Linked DNA regions of Salvelinus alpinus: region 1 is linked to region 2. Evidence: chromatin contacts called from public Hi-C data. All regions are on one chromosome and are shown on one strand. Each heading gives the region's core, a stretch centred on a gene start, on an enhancer-like site or on the middle of the called end of the contact. The rest is flanking DNA. Distances are from core to core; before and after follow the strand shown.

What was found. Hi-C and Micro-C count contacts between places; a contact is called where the count stands out from the background.
Region 1: a contact with region 2 is called in a Hi-C map of red muscle, with 6 times the contacts expected there. The contact joins the promoter of acsf3 here to the promoter of aprt in region 2. A contact is called at or near these places in 2 of 3 Hi-C or Micro-C datasets (muscle and red muscle).

What each region holds. Positions count from the first base shown.
Region 1 is chr33:14,321,966-14,329,008 of SLU_Salpinus.1, forward strand. acsf3 (acyl-CoA synthetase family member 3) reads left to right here and starts at 2,767. Exons shown (of 11, transcript XM_071381654.1): 1 at 2,767-2,850; 2 at 3,470-4,268; 3 at 5,959-6,114. The coding sequence starts at 3,564.
Region 2 is chr33:14,156,162-14,162,243 of SLU_Salpinus.1, forward strand. aprt (adenine phosphoribosyltransferase) reads right to left here and starts at 1,554. Exons shown (of 5, transcript XM_071381665.1): 1 at 1,218-1,554; 2 at 854-957; 3 at 343-476; 4 at 114-192. The coding sequence starts at 1,309. It also overlaps the pseudogene LOC139562859.

The sequences.
Region 1 (7,043 bases), core at 1,517-4,016, 170 kb after region 2:
AAAAATAACGGCCTTTGAATCTTGACAGAAATTATCTGTTCGCCTACAAAGTATTATTCGCTGTATAAAAACCCCCATCCAGAACGAAACAAGCACTTGAAATCCAAATTAGGTCACGTAGCTTGCTAGGGGCGAACCCCAGGCTCCAAAGTCATCTGGATGTCTGGATCTCTTAAATATAATAGAAGATGTGCTTTTGTCAAAATCCTCTACCTGATGTCAGATCTCAAATACGTGGTTAATGCAACAACAACAAAAAGTTGTTTTACACTTCAGTCGAGACTCGAGAGGTTTCCTTTCATGTTACTTTGAAAGAACATGACAGAGTTATCCTGAGAAGAGACACTGTATATCCCTTACAACTGGTGTGAGGACTCTGTAATCACCGAAGGAGATGGAACTGCTGACGTTTGGAAAAGGGTACAGTAGTAAACCTCAGGGAATTGCCCCAGAAAGCTAGCATGTGGGCCTTTCATAGTAGACATTTTAATTAACAGTTCAGCATAAACCAAACATGTTTTTGCACAGATGGGGAGCATTAGGCATCAGTGAGGTCCCAGTCAAGTCCCAAAGAGTGTATGGAGCACAGCTATCCAGTCATAGCAAAGCATGTGATACAATTCCTCTCCAGACAGCTCTGTAAGAAGATAAACACTGTGTTAACCAAGGAGAGTGTCTCTTGTTCTGTTATTTATTTCCTCTGAGTTGAAAATATTTCTAAGAGCTTTTCTAACAAATGACCTCGGTTCCGCCGCATCGATCATTTTGAAAAGACTCAAAAGAGAGTGGAAAGGTCATCCATTCAATCGTAATCATTCCTTAGCAAAAGATTGAATGCATTTTTGTTAGCTTTGTACAGAAAAATCCTCAGCTGGCTTTTGAAAGCATCAACAACTTCTCCCAACAAGAAAAAAAGCAGTATCTCTGTCTTTCACCTAGAATAAACCATCGCCCAAGGAGACATATCCCAGTAAGCTTGGGCACAGCCCAAACGCAGTGGTCCCGGCCGTGGTGGTTAGTATGTGGGTGGTGTGAGATAGTCATATGTTTACAGTGCTGCATCTCTTGGATGGAAGTCAAGTTTGCAGCTGCAGCTCAGAATAATTCATCGCCCCCTCCACGCCCGGGAGGATCCACAGGTAGTTGATGAAGTGGCAGTGCCAAGCGTCCCAACTGGCGAAGACAAAGCGCAGCTGCTGAGAGTCAACGCGGCCAGATGCCGCTGCCGACGTACCATGTGTTCCAAGTGGGGCAAGAGGGGGAGAGTAGAGGCGCTTGCCAAGATCATTCTCACATGGTGCCAACCTGACACATGTTCTGGCACTCCCGACGGTTTCTTCTCCCAGCTCGCTTCTCTCCTTCCCTCAGATATGAGGGGGTCTTCTCTCACACACTCTCTCCTGTCTGAAGTCTTATGCCAGTCCTGTGCCAACCGAAAGGGGAGTTGGCGCCCGCTGCCGGCCAAGTTGCACGCCCGCTCCGGAGCTCCGTCAAGACGGCAGGCGCTGGCTGGCATCCTGAGAGGAGAGCAGAGTGCCAAGCGTCTGTTCGCCAGGTCACCATGCCCCCCATTGTGTCCATCCCAGTATGTCTCTCCAGAGCAGCTCCATGTGTAGTGCTGAGTGGCTGGAATTCCAGATCTGCCTTATGCTATGTGTCAGCAACATGGCTGATCTCGACAGCCGCAAATAAGCCGTTTTAATCCAAAACAAACATGGTCTTTGTAACCAAAGTACAAACGTAGAAAACAAAAATATGTATCCACATTCGACAGTTTAGTTCGTATCAGTATAGCGGTGTCATCTGCATGAATAATTACTGAGCCAATATTCTGATAAAGGGATGCTCTATGAAGATGATATAGCTGCTGGTGGCATCTTCTCGACTGGCGTTTCCTCTGCGAATGGAATGGCTCTCCCTTTGACGATACTACTTCTGAAACTGGAGGGGAGTTTTTCTGAGACAAAGCCTCCAGTTTCATAGGAACATGCCATCCTCGTTTGCAATGTAGGGGTTCAGGGAAGTGAAAACTTTTTGAATGAGTGCCATGTCTGAACAATTCTTATCTGAGGCCCGCGACTGCCAGCTGGTGGCTGAATGTGCCCGGCTCTGTGAGATGATGCCAAGCTAGTTGGCACACTGGAGAAGTGGCATAGAGTGATCTAATGCCAAAACAACTCTGGGTGCATATCCCACTTTCTCTCCTCTTCCATCTCCCTCATGGCCCATGTCTCAGTTTGAATTGACACGTGTTCACAACAGAAGTCTTAGTGAGATTCTCAACAACAGATGCCACCAGGTTGAGGCAAGAGGAGGTGGAAAGAGATTCAAGTTTTCAAACTCCAAACATTGAGATTTGACATAGTTTACAGTAATGAATGGGTTACTGATAGTCATAGAGGTTATATTAAGAGGTCAGTCAAGTCTTCTACCACTTGATTCCTCACCACTCTTGATCCAGGAAAACAAATCCCCCCCAAAATAAAATAGAATTACCAAATTGCATAAACATAACTCAATTAAATGTACAACAATCTAGCAAGAGGTTATTGGCTCTTTTGTGTTAAAGTGGAGTAGCATCTCCTCCTACCCCACACCTTTTCCTGGAAAGTGTAGCCTAACATCATAATAAAGCACAGATACATCTTTGTTTTAAAGTAGTCAAGCATTGCAGTACGAAAAGGACTTGTTTGTACTATTGTTTATTTATCCTGCAAATTTAACAAAACCTGGATTTTCAGTCCCAGATTGCTTTGCTCCGTGTTTCACAACCAGAACCCTAAACTCCAGCTTCAGTTTCCATTCGGAGTTTTATTGTGACGCACCGTCACAAGAATGACCGGTGTTTGGGTAAGGTGAATATTTACATTAGCAGTAGGTTTGAATTACCAGCTTAGCAAACATTGCGCTCTTTGAGAAAACGGATATCGTTTAAACATACTAACATCGCATGTTAGAATCTAAAACACAGTCGGGTTTTCTCGCTAAAAATCTTCACCAGCATGATCTAGCTAGCTAAGTTAGCTAGCTGCTATTTATGAGCATATTCATTGAGTGGTGTTACGTTAGCTAGCCAGTTAGCTGCACCATTACCCTCATGTCCAAAGATCAAGTCAGGTGACAGACTGTTTGCTGAAGTTGCAGAGCTACTTCACTGTATCTGTAAAAGCTAAACTGTATACCAAAGTGAATGAAGCAAAAACCAACAGTGTGCTCACCACAAACTGATTATTATTCTGTGCCACTGCCTGTCCCTGAAGGATTTGTCCTTTCAAAATAAACAGCTTGGCATAGCAAGATATTTGCCAGCAGTCTAGCCTGCACAGTATTCATAGAGGTGTCACTGTGGATAAAGGCTAACTGCAAGCCTGTCAGAAATACAGTCATATCACTATAGCAGGGATAGCGTCTATTCTTATGAAAACAATTTCACTTAGCCTATGTTAATTATGACTCTCAAAATGAACAGGTATTCCAATGCGACCATTGTGTGGCTTGACATCATGAGGATGGACTTTTTATGAGGATAACATTGGTGGCTTTGAGCAGCATAGTCTCCCATCATGTTGCCAGGGGCAGTACGTCACTCAGTCCCTCTGTGGCGCTCTGCTTTGGCCTCTGGCTGCTTGCAGTCTGAGGCAGGGCCAGGGAGATGGCTGCTGGGACAGGTCCTGAGGAGAGCCTACACCTCCACAAGAGCAAGGCAGGCTGCAGCAGGGGACAGTGCCCCTGTGTTTTCCAGAGCCCAAGTGTACAAGGACAAGCTGGCCATAGTGGACGACAGTGGGAGCCACAGCTACAGGGACTTGTATGGCAGTAGTAGGGGCCTGGCTGCGCGTATCAAGGCAGCTCTGGACTGTCCCTCTGGGGACCTGCAGGGGAAGCGCATCTCCTTCCTGTGCGCCAACGATGCCTCGTACACGGTAGCCCAGTGGGCATCCTGGATGTGTGGCGGCACGGCCGTGCCTCTCTACAGGAAGCACCCTCCGTCTGAGCTGGAGTACATCATCTCTGACTCCCAGAGCTCCCTGCTGGTGGCTGGGCAGCCGTACGCAGACACCATGGAGCCCCTGGCCCACAGACTGGGACTGCCCTACCTGCAGTTGCCCCCCACCTCCAGCCTCAGCTCCCTGCTGGAAGCCCCAGAGAACCAGCCTGAGCCTGGCATCACAGACTGGGCCCAGCGTCCTGCCATGATCATCTACACCAGCGGCACCACAGGCAGGCCCAAAGGGGTTCTCCACACTCACAGCAACATTCAGGCCATGGTAAATTGATTATTCAGTTGTTATATGCATTAATTGTGAGCATAAGATGAATACTATGTTATTCTGTACACTGCTTTTTATCATAATGATGTACTGAGTCATGTTGAATATTTGATCAGTCTGAAGGTTGGACTGAATTTTGAAAGTTAAAGCTTTTTTTCATTACTGATACTAACCAGGTTTCCATCCAACCTTTTTAGGGCACCTGAGTGGCGCAGCAGTCTAAGGCACTGCATCTCAGTGCTAGAGGCGTCACTACAGACACCCTGGTTCGAATCCAGGAGTCCCATAGGGCGGCGCACATTTGGCCCAGCGTCGTCTGGGTTTGGCCGGTGTAGGCCATCATTGTAAATAAGAATTTGTTCTTAACTGACTTGCCTAGTTAAATAAAGGTTAAATAAAATAAAAAATAACAATTTAGAGTAAAGTACGTATCGGATAAAAGAATGTCATGACAGTCCTGATGGAAACATAACATTTTTCGGTAAACTTTCCAAACATCGACAAAACAAAATACGCTAGAAAAGGTGTCGGTAAAATGAATAATTCAACAAATGTAGGTGGAAACGCTGTTCTGATTAAATATTGAAATAATAATCATCAAACTTGGAGTCACGTGATGACATGTTGTGTGGGCATCCCACTACAACTCGTTGGGACACCATGCAGTTTATTAAGCTTCAGATGAAATGAGTTATGATGAACTTCACAGGGTGGTGAAAGTGCAAGGTGATGAGCTTGATGCTGCTTTCAATGCTAAATATCGAGGGTCTTATTCTTCTGACATGATCATCGATGCTTGGCTGCCGTTTGACAAATCAAAATAAATAGCGCTCTTTTTTCCATAATAATCTCATCGTGTAGGCTATAACGCTAAATGTTTTGAGACAACTGTCAGTAGAGTTGAAAATGCGATGGAAACCCATTTAACTTAATTTTTATTTGGTACATGGAAATTTAACCGCAAAAAGTATTTTTTAATATATTCGCATGAAAACCTGTCGCCAATTGAATGGAAACGTAGTTAATGTTAGTATTTTTTTATGTTTTATTTCCTGGTGTCGGTACTGTGAACTTCAGAGAAGTATTTTTCTCTTGACGTATTAATAGGGGTTCTGTTGAGACAGTTTTCTGTAGCCCTTTGGTAGTACGTAAGGGTGGGTTGGCGGGGGTTACACATACGACGGACACAGTGTCGTTTTGCTTTTGTTCCACATGAGCTTTCTGAATAATCGGCCAAATTATTTCATTACATGGGGCACTTCAGGCTGTGGAGGATTTATTTTGGTACATTTTCAACCAAAATTGACCTGCATGTCCAATAGAGTGGAAAATTAGATCACCCTCAATTAAGGAGCTTCATTTTGAAATGACAAGCCCAGGGAGGGAGCTCGGTGAGGGAGAGAAGGTTCCTGGAAGGTTGAGCGCTTAGGGACACTATCCATTCCCTCTGCTCCTTCCAGCTATCTGGCCCTGCTCACTAAAGACAGGGGTTTACTCTCTTTTTGCACGGTGGTTACATTAATACGTACCGGTATGTTTGATAAGGAGTGAAAGAAACCTTCAGGCAGGACCACCATGAAAGCTTTTGAGTGAGTTACCCATCATTATATAGAAAGGAAATGTCCAAAGAACTGTAAGGAAAACATTGTATGACCAAATAGCTCAGTGGATCTCTCATGTCTCCCAGGTTCAGGGTCTGGTGTCAGAGTGGGGCTGGTCCAGAGATGATGTCATCCTTCACATCTTGCCCCTGCACCACGTCCACGGCATCGTCAACAAGCTGCTCTGCCCTCTCTGGGTGGGTGCCACCACCGTCATGCTGCCTACCTTCCAGCCTCAGAAGGTACATTGCAACTATAGTACACTACTACTGCTACTACTACTTGTAACATGCTGTTTCAGTTGACTCCCACCTCATGTCCTGTCTGTGTGCTGTCAGGTATTCTACTGCAGTCTGCCTTGTGTGTGTTAGCAGTAAGTAGTGCTCTGTAAGGGACTTGCGGGGATCCACTCCACAGACCTGAACAATGGAGACACACCGGGGTGGGAGGCGGGTGGGGAGTAGACGGGGGCTGCTGTTCAACCTTATTGGCTAGTTGTCAGCTATTGGTGCTAATTGTAGCAGGGTTGCTGTGCTGAAAGCACCGGGCCGGAGGCGTCAATAACAGAGCCTGGAGCTGAGCTGACATGGACAGTTCCATGATGCCCCCTCTGCCTTATCCCGCTGGGCCGCTGGGGGTCAGGGGTAGAGGCAGCCAGGCAGGCAGGCAGGCAGTGCTCCCCCCCAGACTGTCACACTAAGCGTTTGGGGCTGGGTGATGGATTGCCCTGTGTGGCTTTGTATCTGACCACGCCAACTCATAGCACAGGCTTTAGAGCCAGATCAATCGATGAGGTGACATTGAAGGATGATAGTGCTTGTTTGGAGGGGTGGTGGTGGAGTAGGTAAGGGGGGTGGTGTCAGAGGGGTTTTAAGGTCTAGGAGAACTTAATGGGAGTCAAGGGTATGATTGACAGGTAAGGGCTGTAGAGGACAACCAATAAAGAGGAGGTTTACTGTAGTATCAGAGCATTTCACTTTCTTTGTACCTAACCTGACCTTGTGTACAAAATAGACAGCAGACGCTTTGCTCTCACCCCTAAGGACGCCTTGTAGATTTTTCTTTCATTTTCTTGAAGTCATAATGAGAAAAAAATCGATATACTGTAATATATTAATGTAGCTCCAGGCTTTTTCTGAGTGACTGTCTGATAGACCGGTTAGACATTTTA
Region 2 (6,082 bases), core at 304-2,803:
AAGACGGGTAATGCCAATGAAACACAGTTCCCTCCAATCAATATATATTTTTATCTGTCACACTGTCCACTTATTTGTACAAAATACACCCCATAAACAGTGAAATGCCTCACCTCCAGTGGCTAGTAGATCATCGATGAGAAGCACTTTCTCTCCTGGAGCCACTGCATCCTCCTGGACCTCAACCTCAGCCTGATGAAGGAATATTAATTGAACATGAATGTTATAAACAAATAGCAGGTTCCAATACATAAAATGTACTTTTCAGAGGCTTGGAGCTGTGATATGAAAGGACAGAAAGGTGTAGGAGGTAATACAGCTGTCATCACCAGCCAATTTCACCTCTCCATACTCCAGTTTGTATGCCACAGACACTGTAGGCCCTGGGAGCTTTCCCTTCTTCCGGACCAGCACAAATCCCACTCCTAACCTCTGGGCTAGAAGGGGTCCGAAGAGAAATCCCCGAGCATCCAGACCTACAGGACATATATCCCGCTGTTAGAACACAGTGACCATCCATGGTGTTGAAGGAAATATGTGGTTAAATGACAGCTGCAGCTGTAACCTTCAATGAGCTCAGAATTGCATAATTCCCAGACAGCAAGAGAACTGGGGAGCTGCATGGTGTCCTCAGTGACACATGCGCCAGTCCCATTGCTTCTCGTGTTAATGTTCCTCAGGAGCTGCATATGACAGTGACAAGGACTGCTTTTACACAGACAGCCCAATTCTGATATTTTATCCACCAATTGGTCTTTTGACCAATCACATCAGATCTTTCTCAGAGCTGATCTGATTGGCCAAAAGACCAAATTAGGCTGCCTGTCTAAACGCAGCCATGGGGATGACTCACCGACAATCAGTTCTACTTGGGGATGAGTCTGCCTCACATGTTCCTCAAAAAGATCGATGACTGCCGTCAATGCACCCGGGTCTTTAAGAATTGGACAGATGTCTCTGTGTGACACACAAAAACACATCATTCACATTTGCTGTTGAAATAAATATTCTAACTAGCTATCTCGTAAAATGTATCTTCTATCGAGCATTTCAACATAGCTAGCTAGCTACTACAAAATAGTATTACACGCATGCACGTTATTTTGAATAGAAAGCTAGCATTGCAAAGATGGCTAGCTATCTAACTCAGCACATGAATGTAACGCTAGCTAGCTAGGTTTATCGCGATAATCTATCATTCACTACCTAACAGTTACCTGAAAAGTATTCCTTTGCTTGGGAAATCAGGAAAACATTTTATGTGTTTGGTGACCAAATCTAACTTTGCTTCTCTCGTGTGGACTGCCATGTCTAACTGAGCGTTAACTTCCTGTGGAATCGTCTGTGTGGACTTTGAGGCAAAAGGTCAGATGCCGGTAGTCATGCGACAAAATCCGGGTCGTCACTAGTTACCACAGCCACAAAGTCAGAAACTCAGCCTATTTGTACAATGTATCTTCTTAAAATCAGACGTTGAACGTAACTACACTGCTGACCGTATGCCTAACCTTAAATTAAAAGCAAATTGTAGATATGCTATCTAGTGGAAACCCCAAACCCGTGCTGTTCGTTGACTTCGAGACATCGATTGGGTATTCCCTAGATTCCCCAGCCACAAAGTCAGAATAAACTGCCTTTATCGTAAAAATGTATGACAACAAAAATGAGCTTTTTGGTCGTCATTTAAGGTTAAGGTTAGACATACGGTTAGCAGTGTGGTTAAGGTTAGGTTTAACATTTAAAAAAAATATATATATATATAGACTGTAGAAATAGGCGGGATTTAGCTATAATATAATTGTCATCAATAATAATTATATGAATATTCCTCTCATAATAGTGAGAGGAATGCCGAGGCGTCACCCAAGTAGGTGCTTCACAGAGTGGAAGAGAATTCCAGTGGCTATAAAACTCGGTCTGATTCCGACTTGCCCTGTACAAGATCATCAGCAGACTTCATCACCATCATTTACCATCGTCTGACCAGTTCCCTCCGCTCAAGCCACGAACCGATGACCCTCTCGCGATTTCTATTATAAAAAGCGCTCGAAGTTGAATAAATTACTATTATTATGACTTTGTGACTGTGGAAACAAGTGACGACCCATCGATTGACGCAGAAATCTTCAATCTGCCGCCCACTAGAAAACATCTGTCAAGAACATTTTGAAAAACAACGTGGCATAAAAATGAAACATTGTTTTATTCTAGTTAAAACAGCTTGTTGTTGTTGTTGCCCTATTTAAATGTCTTCCACAATAGTGCATAAGTAAGTAAAGAGAGAGAAAACATCTACAGAGATGGCATCATAAAAAAAGCAGTTGCAAATCAGCTTCATTCTATTAATAATCATATGGTACACAGACAGCATTCGTCCCATTGTTAATGTCCTTCATTCAAACCATATGTTGTTCTGTTTCAACATTACAAGTTAAAAACGAATAGAAATTCAAGTTGAATTCCTGAAAATTGCTCTTCATCAAGGCAGCATCTTCGCTGACATCCTCCCTCTTCCCAGGGTGGCGCTGAAACAGATAGCTAATGCGGCCAGTCACACTTCCACGGCTGTGACTTGGGTGCTTTAAGGCATTTTCCTAACTTTTCACATCCTGGAGGTGCCTGTTCTGTCAATGAAAGAAACCACAGAAAACATTCTTACACATTCATTCACTTGAGCTGAACATTATTAAAATTATGTTCTCCAAGGAAACCACATGGGGGAGCTGCTGCTACACTAGTGATACACAGATCTCAGAATCATGGACAAACTGCTTCAGCAATGAGCATACAAAGCAATGTTCCTTTTTAGCTGTTTTGTAAAAACGAAAACCAATGAGACAGACACTCCCTATTTTTTACAAAAGCAGCTAAAACCCACAGGAACAGTTGCTGAGACAAAAGGTCCAAGAATCACACTGCTGTGTTTTTCCACAAATAACAATAAGATAGTCTATTATTTTACGAACAAAGGGAAAGAAAATAGCTCTGGTAAACAAATCTGAAATTGTGCCCACATAGTTTACTGAAAGCATTCAGCATTATAAAAAGATAAAGGAAATGAGAAAATGCGTCCCTACAGCAAGATCTTAATCAATTTATTTTCTAAAATAATTTTCTTTGTGAAAGAACACACAAGTCAGAGATGTTAACACTGGAAACAAAAGCCACAGAACAATACTATGAAACAAAATGTATTATATCAAACAAGTTAAAGGAGGCTACATGGGAAATGGACATTCTGTGTAGTATTGATCTTACCATGACAGCCATGTCACACATATTGAGCTGGGGCACACCTGGTACCAAACCCTTCTTATGCTTCTCCACCACTGCTGTGATCCGACTCAGTACATCCCAGTACTCCTTAGTCACAACACTGCAGAGAAACACACAGACGTAAGTAGTTGTGCAAAACACTCACCACACATACAAACATACCATTCAGTCAATATTGGCATGTGGTCACACCATCCAGAATAACAACAGCACAGTAAAGGCATACGGCTACATCTTGTATTCACACACTAACACAGACTCACCTAAAATGTCTGAACAGATGCATGAGGCTCTCCAATCAGAGCTTGGTCAAGGACAAACACTCAGGTTTTCACCTTCTCCCACACACAAACAACACACCACACACACAACACACCAATGGCGTGGTTATACAATTTAACATAGAGAATAGATGTCAGTCACAGCACATAGACAGATGACAGAAGGTCACTGCTCACACAAATGCACATTCACACACAAACAAAGCAGGCCTACAATATAGATCAGTGTAAAACAATCTCTGAATGATTAGTAAAACATTTTTCATAAATCAGTTTCATAAATCTGCAGCTGTCTTCCAAGTGCTGTACAGCCTAAAATGACTATCTATTATCATTGTATGACACCTGCCTGCCTTTAAACAACTGATATAATCCATAGCGAATGTACACACTAATGACTGAAACAGTTTAAACCCGACAAGCTTAACTCATACGAGAGCCTATTGACAGCATGTGCACACACACACACACACACACACACACACACACACACACACACACACACACACACACACACACACACACACACACACACACACACACACACACACACACACACACACACACACACACACACACACACACACACACACACACACACACACACACACAGCCCCTTTGGGGAGCCCTCTCAGCAGGATTGGCCATGTTCCCCATCCCCTGTCTCTCAATTATTCTTGTTGGACACGGCCGAGCACCTCTGTGCATTATTATATTCAGTGTGTAAAACGCAGAGGCCCTGAAGTGTTTCAAAGGAACACTGCTCTGTCTGCTCTCAATAGGACCTGTAGGGTTAATGGGCTCTCTGTGTTTGGGGGGAGTGGGCGGTTGGTGGCGCGACACGTGGATAGACAAATATCACCAGTGCAATTACACCCATAATACAGTCGCAAGCAGCACCTGTGCCAGCTCCCCCCCCCCCCCCCCTGCCCCTCCCCAAAGCCAGCTCTCTGATTGGCCCCTGGGGAGGGTGTGCGTGAGGTGAAGTGTCAATTAGTGTAATAACCCCAGGCCCTGTCCGGCTCACACCGCCTATCCCCTCCAACTCCACACCTACTCCCTTCCACCTCCCCTCCTCCTTCTCCCCTCCTCCTCACCTCCACCCCTCCACCTCCTCTCAACCTCCCAGAGGGCAGTGGGGCTTCTGACACACAATAGCACCTGCTCCCCTATTCCTCAGCCATGTGCTACTCCTATATTCACACCCTCTGCTCTCCCAGCATCACTACTCTACTGCCCCAGTGTTCCCCACTACAACTCATCCTTTAGGTCCTTAACAAGGCCATGGCGGTCTAAACTTACCATCTGCTCTCCGCCTTGGCTTGGTGGTTATTTCTTATGGTTGCGTGGTGACGCAATACTGTGCAATGACCTAGAATCACAACATACCATGGCCTTGATCATATCTTTAATGAGTAAAGGTTTCTATAGAAACAAGTGTTTCATTTCAGATTAAATTTGACTATGTATGTATTTGAAATCACAAATTCCGCTTCATGGACCGAAGACAATATCTTGATCAAAATGATGGAGATTTCATTACCATCCTATCTGTTCTCTGCTCTGTATTGATCACTGTGATTCGTTTTCAGATAACTTCTGAAGCTGCTTTATCGCACTAAATATTAGAACCATACATCAGAGCCAGACCAAACACAGTGTGCAACACAGGCGGCTGGTGGCACCTTATTTGGGGAGGAAAGGCTAATAGTAATGGCTGGAACGGAATCATATCAAACTCATCAAACACATGGTGGTTTCCATGTATTTGACAACATTCCATTAACTCCATTCCAGCCATTATTATGAGCCGTCCTCCTCTCAGCAGCTTTGTGTGGTGTGCAAAGTGTACACTCAGCCCTTTTTGTGTCAACAGACTATTCTTTGTCCATGCATTGAGCACCCTAACCCTAAAAATATATAGATAAAAACATATTTATTTCTCTCCTCCCTCTCCACAAATAAACAAAGAAAACTCCAGTCAGCACAGCCTCATTATCATTACTATAACCCTTAGCCCACTGGTGTTAAAGCAAAAACTGGAATAATAATAACACTGCATGCAAATGAACTCTTTTGATTTATAATGCATGACACCCAGGGGGAAGGCGGCATTGCTCAGGTGTGTCACCACACTCTGATTAGTGATTCATAACCCCACTGGTAGAGCGAACACACACACACACACACGCACGCACACAGCAGCAGGCATCAAGCAGAGGGAATTGAAGAGACAATCAAATACCTCTGCCCTTTCTCCTCCTCCTGTGGAAATTGAGCAAATCGGTGAAGACTATTGATTGGGGGCTGAAGTGCTAGTCGGCAGCAGATGAGGCCAGAGTGTGCAGGGCTGCCCGCTACATTAGCTCGAGGCTGGCTGGGACTTAAGTGCTCAGCACAGGGTGACGAGGGCCCAGGGGAAGTGAGCCGGAGCAGCAGGAGGCAGAACTAAGTCCAGTCCCACTGGGACACAGGCAGGGAGAACTGGGCTGTCTTACTATACACTGGACCCAGTCAGCCACACC